Linked DNA regions of Capsicum annuum: region 1 is linked to region 2. The links are chromatin contacts, called in public Hi-C maps. All regions are on one chromosome and are shown on one strand. The core of a region is the stretch at or near the end of the contact, and the rest is flanking DNA. Distances in the headings are between cores, read along the strand shown. Region 1 holds the start of LOC107847456 (protein ESSENTIAL FOR POTEXVIRUS ACCUMULATION 1). Region 2 holds the start of LOC124888490.

Region 1 (6,756 bases), core at 3,410-5,909, 310 kb before region 2:
AATAAAAAAACAAAATTCAGAGAGAATCCCATATCCTACTCCAACAAAAAGATAATGGACAGGATTGGGAGTAGTACATATAGTTTTTGAGAAACAATTACCTGTGACATTATCCATAGATTGACCCTTCCAAAGACAATTGTAAGAAACGCCACCGCCGATAATTTTACCCTTCCATATATCACTGAGGACAGCCTATAAGATTGATCAAGCAACTTTATGGTATCAAATATGTTTTGAACACTTAGAAAACCTACAAGTCTGAACAAATGAGGTAATAGATGTAGCTCACCTCCTCCGCAGCATCAGGAACAACAAAAGCTAATGGTTCAATAGCAATTAGTTGAGTGACTGGGGGTGCTTCTTCCATATTTTCAGGCATGCCACAAAGAGATGAACCATGCTTTTGCCTGCGGTATACGTCTAAAGTTTTCCCCCTTGGATAACAAAATATGCCAGTCAAGACGCTTGAATTTCCAGCAACAGAATTTTCAAATGGTGAAGCACCAATTGCACCCCCAGAGGAAGGTCTAACAATAGTCCCTGTAGACCTCCCACGACCCAAGTTAAATCCCACATTTGACCCTTCTACTTTTCCTCTCTCCTGTCCAAAGCCTGGAGCAACTCGATAGGAACTTGGAGCCGCCGAGTTTCCCTCCATTCTATGGCGTGGACGCCACTTGTCACGAGAATCTGACTCCCGTTCTGAAACAGTACGGTTAGCCACAAACGTTTGACCATCATTATTAGCATCATCTTTGTCTACATCTATCCTTTTCTCACTGTGATTTTCTTTTTCTTTGTCATCAGGACCCCACCTAGAAGACCACTTGTTATCACGTCTCGTATCAAGCCCAGAATTGCGGTTATTAACATCATGCTCGGCACGGCGATCAGTTTTCCTTCGTTCTCTCCGACCAAACAAGCCAGTTTCCCTCTCTTCCTCACGCCACCGACGGCCACTCTCAGTCTCCAGTGTCGTTCTTCTCCAATCCTTTTTCTCCTCAGGTACATCTGCACGCCAAGCCTCCTTCTGACTTGAATCAACAGAACTTCCAAGGGACAGAGAGCTTGGTGGACGCGTTTCCTATGATGAATAAAACACGGGAGAAAACATTTTAGTAGAAACTTCAAGCAGTATAAAAGAAATATGAGTAAGTGTAACATCTGAACATCTGGCACTTAGATTTATGGAGAGAAGAATGAAAATTCAAATCTTAAAAAGATCACAGGTGAATAAATCCCGTATGAAGGTTGCAAATGAAGGGAAATTTTCTCCAGTTCTGTTTAACAGTACAGTAGGTAACAGTAGTAGTCACTTCCAGAATTTCATATTCGAAAGTCTAGGAAGAATAATGCTTCAAGGTGATAGAAACTTTGGCAAAGTTTAAAGGTAAAAGTTTTTTCTTTTGGGGTTGTTTCAAGCTAGCTTTTTTTGTTTAGATCAACAAGAAGAGCTTGAACTGACGGTGACTTTCTAAATCTCAGTTTTAAGACAAACAGTTATGAATCCACAAGAAATGGACACTCATGAAAGAAGTATTTCCTATGTGGTCACGGATGGTAAATACCATAAAAATCATAGAAATAACGAACAAAAACCATTGTTACTCTTCTACACCAATTGCTTAGTGATCCATCGGAGAGGTGAAATTTTCTGTCTTAAGGGCCCGTTTGTCCATGTGGGATGAAACCATGATTTGAAATTGTGATATGAAATCTTTTGAGATGAAGTTGATGCTTTGTTTGGACATGCAATTTATTTGGACCTTTAAAGTCGTATGTTTTCTCTTAATCATAAAAACCCCATAAGTTGTAAAAACTGTCAAAATTGCCCCAATTCTTTATACAATCTTGCAAAATAAGCAAAAGTGCATAACAAAAGTATAATACACTATCATGAAGCTATTCTAAAAATAATACAGCATTCATTGATCGAACTTTAGTTCAATAAAAAAGTAAAATTGAACATGAGTAGCAGTATACTACTCTTTAATATAATCCTCCCACACAGTACGAAAATCTCCTCACGTTAAAGTAATAATAAATGTGGATGGTTAAAGGTTGGTGAGAGTCAAGATTAAATCCAATACAAATGGTTTAAAGATTGGTAAGAGTAATAATATCAACTTTAAATTTTGTTCATATGAAATAAATGGTTGGTTGATATAAAATTGTGGATTTTATTTACAAAATATAAACTTGTGGGTCAATTTTTGTATTTGAAAAATTCCAAATCATGATATGAAATTTCCAAATCAAGCATTTTGGAGATTTGGGATTTCATTTCATGATACGCATGTCCAAACGCTGATTTCATCTCATAATTCCAAATCAGTAGATGAAATCACATGTCCAAATGCCTATTTAAATGGGCCGAACACACTTAGTCAACACCCTCGGTACTACAAGATCAGGGTCAATATCTTGGTTGTCTATATGGTTTGATGTCAACACCGAAAAGATCTCACAAAAACCGTCTAATTCAACAACAAAACACTTAATTCTCAAGGGTTCCCTGTATACTTAGAAAGGAGAATTTCCAGATGGGACAAACTATTTCATTTTTAGTTTTGTTTAATAAATGTAATTCATCATATCATAGAGAAAGCAAGTAAAAGGTCTAATCATGTACAAATGAACATTTTTTAAAATTTACAATGACATTTTATGATCTATTGAGTTTGAGATGATGTTGCAACACCAGGAGGGGATATGGAAATTAAGGATTCAATTGAAATCCTCACACTTATCTCGAAGATAATTCTTTCAGATGGGTCACACCAATAGGATGAACCAAATGAGTTCTACATCATGAACTTTGTACTGCACACATTACTTAAACGGGTTCGACAAAGGCATATTGGAAAGAATGGAGAAATCTGGAATGAAGAAGTAGAATATGAAAGAAAAGACAAGGAAATGAGAAAGTATCGGATTCTATTTCTTTGGATCTCAGCTGAATCTTGTCTATTTCAACCCCCCTAGATTTTGATTCGACTTTTAAGTCTTTCAACATTAATCAATCTTACCTTCCGAATATGTATTACATATTCAAATTCGTTTGAATGAGAGAGGGAATAAAAAGAGGAGATGAATCCAATTTCTAGATCAAAAAATAGTAGCTTTATCCAGTTTGGCGAGATAACCCCATCCATGTTCTAGTTAGGTAGAGTTTTAGGATCGTTTGATTTGTTACAACCTCTAGCAGAATGGTTTGAAATTGATTCTAAACGAACCTATTTCACCAAGCAGTGCTAATTTCTCCCTTCGTAGAATGGCTCCACTGGCAACATTTATGTTAAGTCCACATCTCAAATGATCTGACGAGAATCTGTGACTTCTCTGAAACTGCAAACCATCTCTCACATATTCCAAATATTAAGAACTGAATGAGTATAAAACTCATTGTATTAGATAGTGCCACAAAAGTGGATCTTAGGGTCCAAAAATAACTATTTCAAGTTTTGAATTCTACCTAATCTGTGTCCTCCAGGATAGTTTGCCTCAAGGAATTATCCATTAAAGAGCCAAAATGGGGTACAGTTACTCTGAAGAGTAAGCTTTTCATAACACTCACCATCTTTATGTCGCTTGGTTTAGCGTAAAGCCACTGCGGAGATAAAGGAATGCTGCTGTCCACCATTGCTTGATCTAAAGCAATGCCAACCCAGGTTAGAAGAGTTACAAGAGAAGGCAAAAAGCATCAGAAGAAAATCCACAGCCCTCATGCAATTAAAATCAAAAATGAAAACAAAATCTACCTTTGGAAATATCAAGCTGTCCCATGAAAGTCTTGTTGTCGTCATAACCTGTAGATGTTTCTAAGCAACTGTAAAACATGACAATGACAAAATGGGACCAAAATCTTATTCCAGAATTAAATGACTTGAAGATGGATAGAGGAAATCCAGTGGCAGGAACTGGGTTGAATATACGTAGATCCAAACACTAGAAGAAGATGACATTTTAGTGAGAAAACCAACGACTTTCAACAGTTAAATAAAACAATTAATTTTAGAATATTCATCTAGAAGCGTCAATTCGTCAAATTAACATTGACCAAAAGACTCACTGATACACTGTCTGCTGAATGCGGGATTTTCAAGTATTTTGAGTTGGCAATAGAACAAAAACGAAGCGAAGAATTTGGCATCAATTATCTTCTCTGACAGACTGAAAGGAAAGCAAATAAACAAAAAACATAGCGCCTGATCTGAAGCCCTAGAATTCAAAATTGAAGATTCAAATATAAGATTAATGAACCCTAAACTAAGCATTAGTTAATCATCCATTAAAATTTAAGACAAATCAAAATCAAATAAAATATATGAGCACCTTTGGGGGTCAAGGAGTGATCGGAAGTCTTAGAGGAAAGGAGATCGTCAGGAAGGTCAAGATTTCCTTCTGCCATGGCCTTGTCAGAAAGAGAATCGATGCAGATAAATGAATCGACGAGGCCGCGAGAGTGAAATTGAAGAGTTAAGTGAGACAAGTGAACAGTGAATTTGGATTTGACAAGTACTTTTTTAGGGTTCGGAGAGCTATTGATGAGAGAGAGAGAGAGAGGTGACGGAGAAGAAAAGGCTGAGGGTTTGGGTGGTCACCAGAGCCAAATGAATAAAAACCAAAAGGAGTTCTTTGCCAAAATTATCCTTTCATTTACTGGACTGACTCTATTTTGGTCCTTCAAATATAATCTTCACTATTTTTAATTAATTTCTTATATATTTGCTAAAGTGGAGCATTTTGGTCCCTAACTTTCATAATCTATCAATATATTTGCGAGAAAGGTACGAATATACCCCTAAATTATAGTAATGGTACATACATGCCCCTCATTATACTTTGGGTATGTTTATACCCTTGTCGTTAATAATTTGGTGCGTATATAACCCTGGCCCTACGGTGGACCATGTGTCAAAATCCTAACGGTTGAACTTTTTGGAAAAAAAATTATTAGCCTAAATAATTAAATTATCCTAAATCAATTCCCACACCCAACCCAGACCCGATCTGATCCCATGAAACAATCAAGAGAACCCCACAAAACTCTCTCGTCTCCACCACAAAACTGGAAGTTGGAATCTTTCTTTCTTCCTCCATTACAGCTCAATAATTCAGGTGAAGTTTCAACCTTTTCACATAAATAAAACAAGAATTCACACTCCTATATTGATAACCTTTTTCTTACATTGATAACTGACTTACATCTCATTATGTATGTATCGAATTTCAGCAGTCACCATGTTAAAGGCTGGAGAATATTACTCTCTCTGTCTCAATTTACTTGATAGATAAAGAAACATGCATGAATTTGTAGTCACACCTGGAGGAATGAAATTTTTTTTTCAGGGAAAGAGAGAGTGAGAAAGACGCGTGAGTTATTGTGGATTCTCCTGAAAATTTCATAGACCGAGATAGGTATCGAATTTAATTTAGGATAATTTAATTATTTAGGCTAATAAATTTTTTTAAAAAAAGTTCAACCATTAGGATTTTGATACGTGGCAAGCCATTAGGGCCAGGGGTATATTCGCATCAAATTATTAACGGCAAGGGTATAAACGTACTCAAAGTATAACGAGGGGTATATACGTACCATTTACCATAGTTCAGGGGTATATTCGTACCTTTTCTGATATATTTATAACTCTAGCTATAATATATAGCTATATCATATTAAGTAGGTATTTGTTCATGAAAATCAAATATATATTCACTTTATATGAATTTTTCAAGGTTGAAACTAGAGTTGTGTTTGGTCATTATATTTGGAGTTAATATTTAGAATTCAAATATATTTTTTTAAAAAAAAAACATAAAATATGATTTGAATGTGAAATACAATTTAAGTGGGGCTATTTTATGAAAATAAAAACTTAAGAATTTTTTTAAAAATTAAAAAGTGAAACCACCTTGAGGTTTTTTTCAAAATTTCAAATATAACTTCAAGTTGTATTTGGTATTTTTATGGCTAAACAAGGATTTCAAAATAAATTGAATAAATAGTTTGAAATAAAGTGAATATATTTATGGTCAAACAAGTTTTAAAAGTGTGAAGGACCTTAGAAATGTTGTTTGAACTTCTCATCATTCATTAAAAGACTCTATTTTAGAGAAATTTGTCATTTACTAATTTTTTCTCAAATTATTATTTAATTATTTATATAATATTAAAAATGTATTTTGTATCATAAAAGAATTCGAGTAGAATCAAAGTTGTCTTGTACAATTATGTTTTGCTTGCTTACATGCAGTGATACAAGTCGAATTACTCTAAAGATTCTAACTGAAGATAATTGGCGAAACCTTTTAGAGATAAAGAAGGGTGTTGTGATCTATCATAATGAGGATGGGCGAAGGAGTAGTCTTTTTCCTTGAGTATTTGGCTCTTTGGGTCACTTGTGGGCTCATTTGGCATTTAGGATCACTTTTGGACCCATTTTGTAATAAATAGTCCATTATTATAAATAGTTATGTTTCTTTTTTCTTAGACTTTGATGATTTTGGATGAACTTACACTTGAGAGTATTTTCTAAGATTGTTGGGAACTTGTGATTGTTTAGAAACATTGATTGTGAGGGAGTTCAATTCCTATCTCGGTCTTCGCAGGAGATAGGTATTTGTGGTAATTGAAAGAAAGGTCCTTGAATTTAATATATCTTTGGGTTATCTGTTCTTTATCATCTTGTGTTATCTATTTATCTATCTATTTCTCAATTATTATCTTTTATTTATCATCATTTGATTTTC
Region 2 (6,462 bases), core at 2,151-4,650:
CAGTCAAGCTAATATGCACGTGCAGAGAAATAGTACAGTACTCATGCTCATCCAGCGAGGACCACTCCACAGGGTGCTTGTGGACAGGATCGACATGATGCTCAAGTTGCTCAGACAACGAGTAGACCACGAGATTCTTCGATATGGCTAGACTAGACATAGAGGAATCAATGTCATAGATACAGGTATTGTACTGTTGATTCTCATAAGGCATATTATCTTATTGATCTTGATTTTATGTATTCATATGTATCTCTATCATTTGCTTTATTCTTAGAGAGAAGGGTTAAAACTCTTATTATGCCATATATAGTTATGACCCTAGTAAGGGAGACCTTATCAGTAGATAGAGTTTAGGCAGATTATGTGATATTTATTCAGGGAAAGGACACCATAGATAATCTACTTGTGTTGCCAATGTCTAACTTTGATATGATTATGGGTATGGATTGGTTGGCATCGTGTTATGCTTTGGCTGATTGTTGTACTAAGCTTATACATTTTGATTTAAAAAAAAAACACCTTTGGCGTGGAAAGAAATTATTTTTATGACTCAAGGGAAGATAATATCTTATGTAAAGGTACACTGAATAATTAAACATGGGTTTTTGGGTTTAATTGCTATTGTTCATGATACACGAGCAGAGAATGTTGCTATTGGCAGTGTTTCAATTGTTCGAGAATTTTTTTATATGTTTTCAGATTATTTGCTGATGCTACCTAGGTTATCCATAGTTCATAATTTGTTTCATATATCCATATGAGTTAGATATCCTCAATTATTTGATATTACATATATGATTCTTGTCAAGCTCGAGGATAAACACCATTTTAAGTAGAGAAAACCGTAATAACCCAATACACATTGGTAATTTACCAATATATAATGATTATGGTATTAAAAGAGTTAAAAAAAGTGGGCCAAGTCCATTATCTTACTCTGATTTATGTTACTGCATAACTGAAAGAGTAAAAATATTAGCGAAATTAGTACCATTATTTTTGGGAGAAAGAAATGATTAATAGATGAGGATTTGGGAAGTTAATAAATGGCCATATCTTTATCGAGCAAAAGCTTCAGGTATTTAGTATCATATGTTGTTAATAATGGTTTGCATATCTGTAGTTCACAAGGTTTTGAAATTACCTACGTAAAAGAACCATTCATTCTTTTGTTGCAGTTGTAATTTTCTTATCACTTTTAATAAGAGCGCAATGATTACTTAGTGACTAAAAAATTATGAACAGAGCGTATGCTATAATAATTAAAATTTGGTGTAGAACTATATGATTATAATAATTTCATTGGCATAAGAATCAACAACTTTAAACTTTTGGAATAGTGGGCTTGGTTTCGACCATCTCAACCCATGTTCCAGAACTGTTCTTTTCAATTGTATAATTTTTGGATAGTGATACTAGAATAATATTACTATTAATTCATGGCTTTTAGGTGATGAGATACTAAGGCTTAGCTCTAAGCCTAAAAGTTAGAATATTGATTCTTGACCTCCCCCCCTACGACTAGCATAATTGATATTATTAATTGTACTTTTGATAGATTGAAACCATCGGGGGCTGTTTGATTGGTGTTCTACAAATTTTCAACGTTGGGGGAATTTCTTGTTAGCAAGGTAAGTGAGACTTTAAGCTTTGGTACTAGCTTTTCAAACCTGCTTTATAAAACATGTATTTTTCTACCTAGTCCATATGTTGGGACATCGTGTGCTTGGCATAATCGACGGTTTTTGACTAGCCGTGGATATATATTTTGTGAAGTATATTGAAAATTATTTCATGGTCATATGTGAGGTAATGTTGGGTCATTGGATATCTTTTCTTTGCCATCCAGATATAATGATTAGGGGCATACATAGCTGTTGTAATATGTTAGGGGCATACTTATGCTTCCATAATATGTTAGAGGCTTAGTACATGTTGTCATAATATACGTTTGGGGCATTATATATGTTGTCATGGACTTTTCGAGGTGCTAGATTGACCACCTTCACTGTCGTTTATGACAAGTCGTGAGAGTTGATTGAGTTAAAATACAAAGTAGCTTTTTGAACCTCATTTTGGATCTTATTGAGCTTTATATTGTAATATATATTTTGTACATGTCATTATTATATTTTTTGTGCTTTATATTTTTCTAACACTTGTTCTAGAAGTATTAAAGTAGCGGGTTGAGAACTTACTGGATTATATTTAGCACACTCCTTACACGCATGTCTACATATACTGTTGCAAAAAATGAAACTAGTGGTTGATAGTTCGTTTGTGAGGATTTTGTTGCTGAGATGAGACTTTGCATTACTCGTGGAGACTGTCATTTCAACTCTAGCTAATTTTAGATTATATTTCTTTTCATTGGGTTTGCATGCCCAAAAGTTGAACTCGTGTAACTCTATTTAGATGCTCCGTACTCTTAGTGTGAGATTTGGGCTAGAGTTTATTATTTAAGCTATTGTTTGTTTTCATAAATCAATACATGATATGTGGTTGGATAATTACTTTCGTTTTATGACTATTTTGGAGTTGCACACGTTTTATCTTAGTGCTTATAGAAATTATGAGTGTATGGAAGATTGTTTCTCCTGGCAGGTGATATTAGTGACTGCCAATTACATTTAGGGGATAATTTGCGATGTGAAAGCTTATAAATAGTTTATCGTACCACTTGTAACATGCACATATTAATTCATATTCATAATTAATACAATATACTACTTTTACTTGTCCATTTAGAAATAGTTTCTTCGTTTATTATTGCCCTCGGAAGAATGGTCTTAACTCTCGGGGAATGGCATCGAGGTCTCATTCCTTAAATTTATGCTTGTTTATTTGCTTTCTATTGCTAATAATTTCCAATAATATTCCTATCCTTGTTTAATTAAATCAAATAATGAATCCGCTGGTAAATAGATATAAAATTAGAGTTTAATTTACATGTGTGCTTTTGACCTCATACATAATTCAGCAGTACCAATTTTAGGAAAAACAACATACAACTTAAGAAATTCAAGTGTGTATTCAAACAAAATTTCAAACTATTTTAGAGATTTCAAATAATAAATCATGTTCAAACTCCCTAAGGTTCAATATACACGGTGGACCTAATCGCAGGCTATAATGACTCCCACAGTGAAACTTTACAACATTGAACCAAAATATGGTATCCCTTGTTTGGGACTCTTTGTTAAATAACCCTTTAAAGTCTACCTTTTAATTAAATAGACTATAAGTTCTTTAGGCAAATTGACCCCTTTTTTAAAATTAAATCGGGTTGCAGCCTATTTCATAAAAACAAAAGTTCACTACAAATGACTGGGTCAGGCCCAATAGTAACCCCACCCGAATACGAAAAAGACCAAAAACCAAACAAATATCCAAAAGTTCAAATCAGTGGGTTATTTTGGAGAGTGAGGTCCCTTCTCTTGTGGCCTTTTCATCTTCTCCAGCTTTTTATGTAATCTTCAGAACTGCTCGCCGTCGATATGATCTCCATGGCGCTTTTATGGTGTTCCTGTTATCATTCTCTGTTTCTCCACCACTCAAGCTAAGTTTCAAATCTTAATATTTCCTTTTCTCTTTTCTAGCTCGATCGATTGAGCTTTTTAAGAAAGTAATACCACCATCTCTACTAGAAAATAGAGTCTGGTAGATAAAGATTTGAATACTTTGTTAGTGTAAAAAGGAACATTGCTAATCATCTACAAGGATTTATTACAGAGATGGTGCAGCTGTTTGTTTGAGTATTCATCCCGTCGCAACCAAAATTCTCACTGGTTGCAGGCATCCTACTCAAAAGGAACTCACTTCCAACCCCAATTATCTTCATCTACTCAAAAATCCCCAATTCAATTAGTTTATCACCTATTTACACTTTTTTTCAACTGTGGTAACCCTATTACTCTTCACTGCTTTTCTATAAGTTCAAAAAGTGGAGTTGCTCCATCCATTTATAGTATCAAGGTCCAAACTCCAGGTTTCTTTTGTTCCTCTATCTTTTCCAGTTGAATACATTTTGAGCATACTACTTTACGCCTTTAGATCCTTTAGTTCTTAACTGATGTTTCCTAATTTACGCCTTTGTATGAACTGTTGATTGTGTTGTTTCAAGAGTCTTGTGCACTTCTTCTAATATTAAGAGTCCCTAATTTGTCAAGCATTAAGATTGTTTTCCCTTCTGTTTGCATATGTTCTAAATTATTATACTGAAAATCACTTGAAAAAACAAAAACTAAGTTAGTGAAAAAATCTGCTAGAGTGTTACCTTCCCGAAGGTATTGTACCACTCCAACTGATATATTTTCCATCATCGCTTTAATGGAGCCGACCACTATTTCCACACTCCATGGAGCCTACCAATGTTGATTAAGTATATAAAACATAGCCCTAGAAACAGTTTCCAGACTTATTTGCTGTATAGAGTTAACTCTACAGAAATGAAGACATTCCCTGATAGTTGTAGATTCTGCTACCAAGTTGGTAGTGTCTTTAATTCTAGATCCTTTAGCTACTATTAAATCCCTAAACTGATCTCCAATTCAAAATGCAATAGAACTAGGGCCAGGATTTCCTTTGGAAGCACCATCAGTATTACCCTTTAACCATCCACTTTCCAAAGGAATCCATTTCACCAGCATAAAAGTATAGGAGTTACTGTACCTATGAAGTTCATCCACTATATTAGATCGCTTTCTACCTGCCACCGCCATTTTAAACCTAAGCTTAATAAACTTGGCAACAATATCATCTACTTCCTAAATGATCTTTCTTTCATGATAAGTACCCCCATTTAGAACAGTGTTTCTTATTTTCCATAGAAACCAAAGAATAATTATAGGAACTATAGTAAAAATAGTCCCCAATCTATAATTACCTTCTTGTAATCTCCATATCCTTACACATTATTTCACATTTATTCTTTGTTCAACTAAGCCAGCTGCTCTACAGTAATAATTCCACACCTTTTCAATAATTTGCCCCTTAAGGAAGAGATGGTTAATAGTTTATCTTTCTGGATTAGTACATCAAACACACTACTCATTAATCTCAGGATTCCATTTATTCATCAAGGAAGTTACTGGAATCCTACCTTTCCATATCCTCCAGATTTAGAATAAAAATTTAAAAGGCAATCCTTTATGCCAGATTACCTTTAAATCTTCATTAACATCAACTCATTGCCTTAGAAGTTCCCAAGCACTTTTTGTAGTGATTTTTCCAGTACTATTCATGGTCCACCAAGCTTTATCCATACTGTCTTCAAAGTATACAGAGTCCATATTATCTATGATATGGCTAACTACATGTATGGGGACTGTATTTTGCATAATCTCATAGTTCTAACCCTCAATACTTAGAAATTCTGAAATATCAGTCAAAGGATGGCATGTTTACACCTCAGATTGTTGCATAAACAATGGACCAGTATTAATTCAGTTGTCAAACCAAGTACTGGATGTCCCACCTTTAGGCTCCCACCATATGCATTGTTCTATTTTGTCTTTATTACTCAACATAGATTTCCACACCTGAGATCGACCTCTCCATTGGATAAAAGCAGGTAACTACTTTTTGCAATACTTATTCCACAAGTTGCTTTGAGTCCTAAACCTTCACCAAAGCTTGGCATCATAGCCTGAGCTACTTCCTCTATTGATCTAAATCCTAAACCACATTTTTGTTTAGGGAGACAAAGTTTACTCCAAGTAACCCAGTGCTTTCTTCTACCTATATCATTGTTTTGCCAAAAAAATTTAGCAAAAATTCTTTGTACTTATTTTATGACACTCTTTGGAGGAGCTACTACTGATAACACATATAGTGGGACACTTTGAAGCATATTTTTAATAAGAACTTCTTTTCCTTCATAATATAATAATCTGCCCTTGTAAGTTTGAAGCCTACCTCTAATCTTGTCTATCAATTCAACATAATTCTTTTTTTTCTTCTTGGAATGAGTTGAAGGACATCCTATATATGTCAATGGGAAGGATCCTCTATTCATTCCTGTAATTTGATCTCTCTGATTCACCATATTAGAGGGAGCATTTTGATGCATATAAAAAAAGCTTTTTCCCCTATTTACCTTTTAGCCAAATTCAATCAGATATTCCTACAAAATCTTTATTATCTTATCCATAGAATACTCATTAGAAGAATTAAATATAATGGTGTCATCTACATAAGCAAGGTGATTTAAATTAGAACTCCACTTAGGCATACTATTCCCCACATAAGAGATGTTATTAAATAAGTAATTAAAAGCTTTTGTCATCACTTCAGTAGAGAGAATATAGAGTGCAGGAGACAATTGGTCTCCTTGTTTCACCCACTAGTAGAGTGAAAGAATCCAACAACTTAACCATTTAACAAGATAGAATAATAACTATTAGAAATCAGTCTCCATATAACATCTACCACTGCATTAGAGAATCCCAACTTCGTTAT

What was found. A called contact is a pair of places that touch in the nucleus more often than the background predicts.
Region 1: a Hi-C map of bud shows a contact between it and region 2, with 2.7 times the contacts expected there. The contact joins the promoter of LOC107847456 here to the promoter of LOC124888490 in region 2. A contact is called at or near these places in 3 of 5 Hi-C or Micro-C datasets (bud, leaf and placenta).

What each region holds. Positions count from the first base shown.
Region 1 is chr11:113,953,255-113,960,010 of UCD10Xv1.1, reverse strand. LOC107847456 (protein ESSENTIAL FOR POTEXVIRUS ACCUMULATION 1) reads right to left here and starts at 4,659. Exons shown (of 12, transcript XM_047398911.1): 1 at 4,339-4,659; 2 at 3,765-3,812; 3 at 3,581-3,654; 4 at 293-1,087; 5 at 102-195. The coding sequence starts at 4,414.
Region 2 is chr11:113,640,792-113,647,253 of UCD10Xv1.1, reverse strand. LOC124888490 reads left to right here and starts at 3,400. Exons shown (of 4, transcript XM_047398910.1): 1 at 3,400-3,561. The coding sequence starts at 3,521.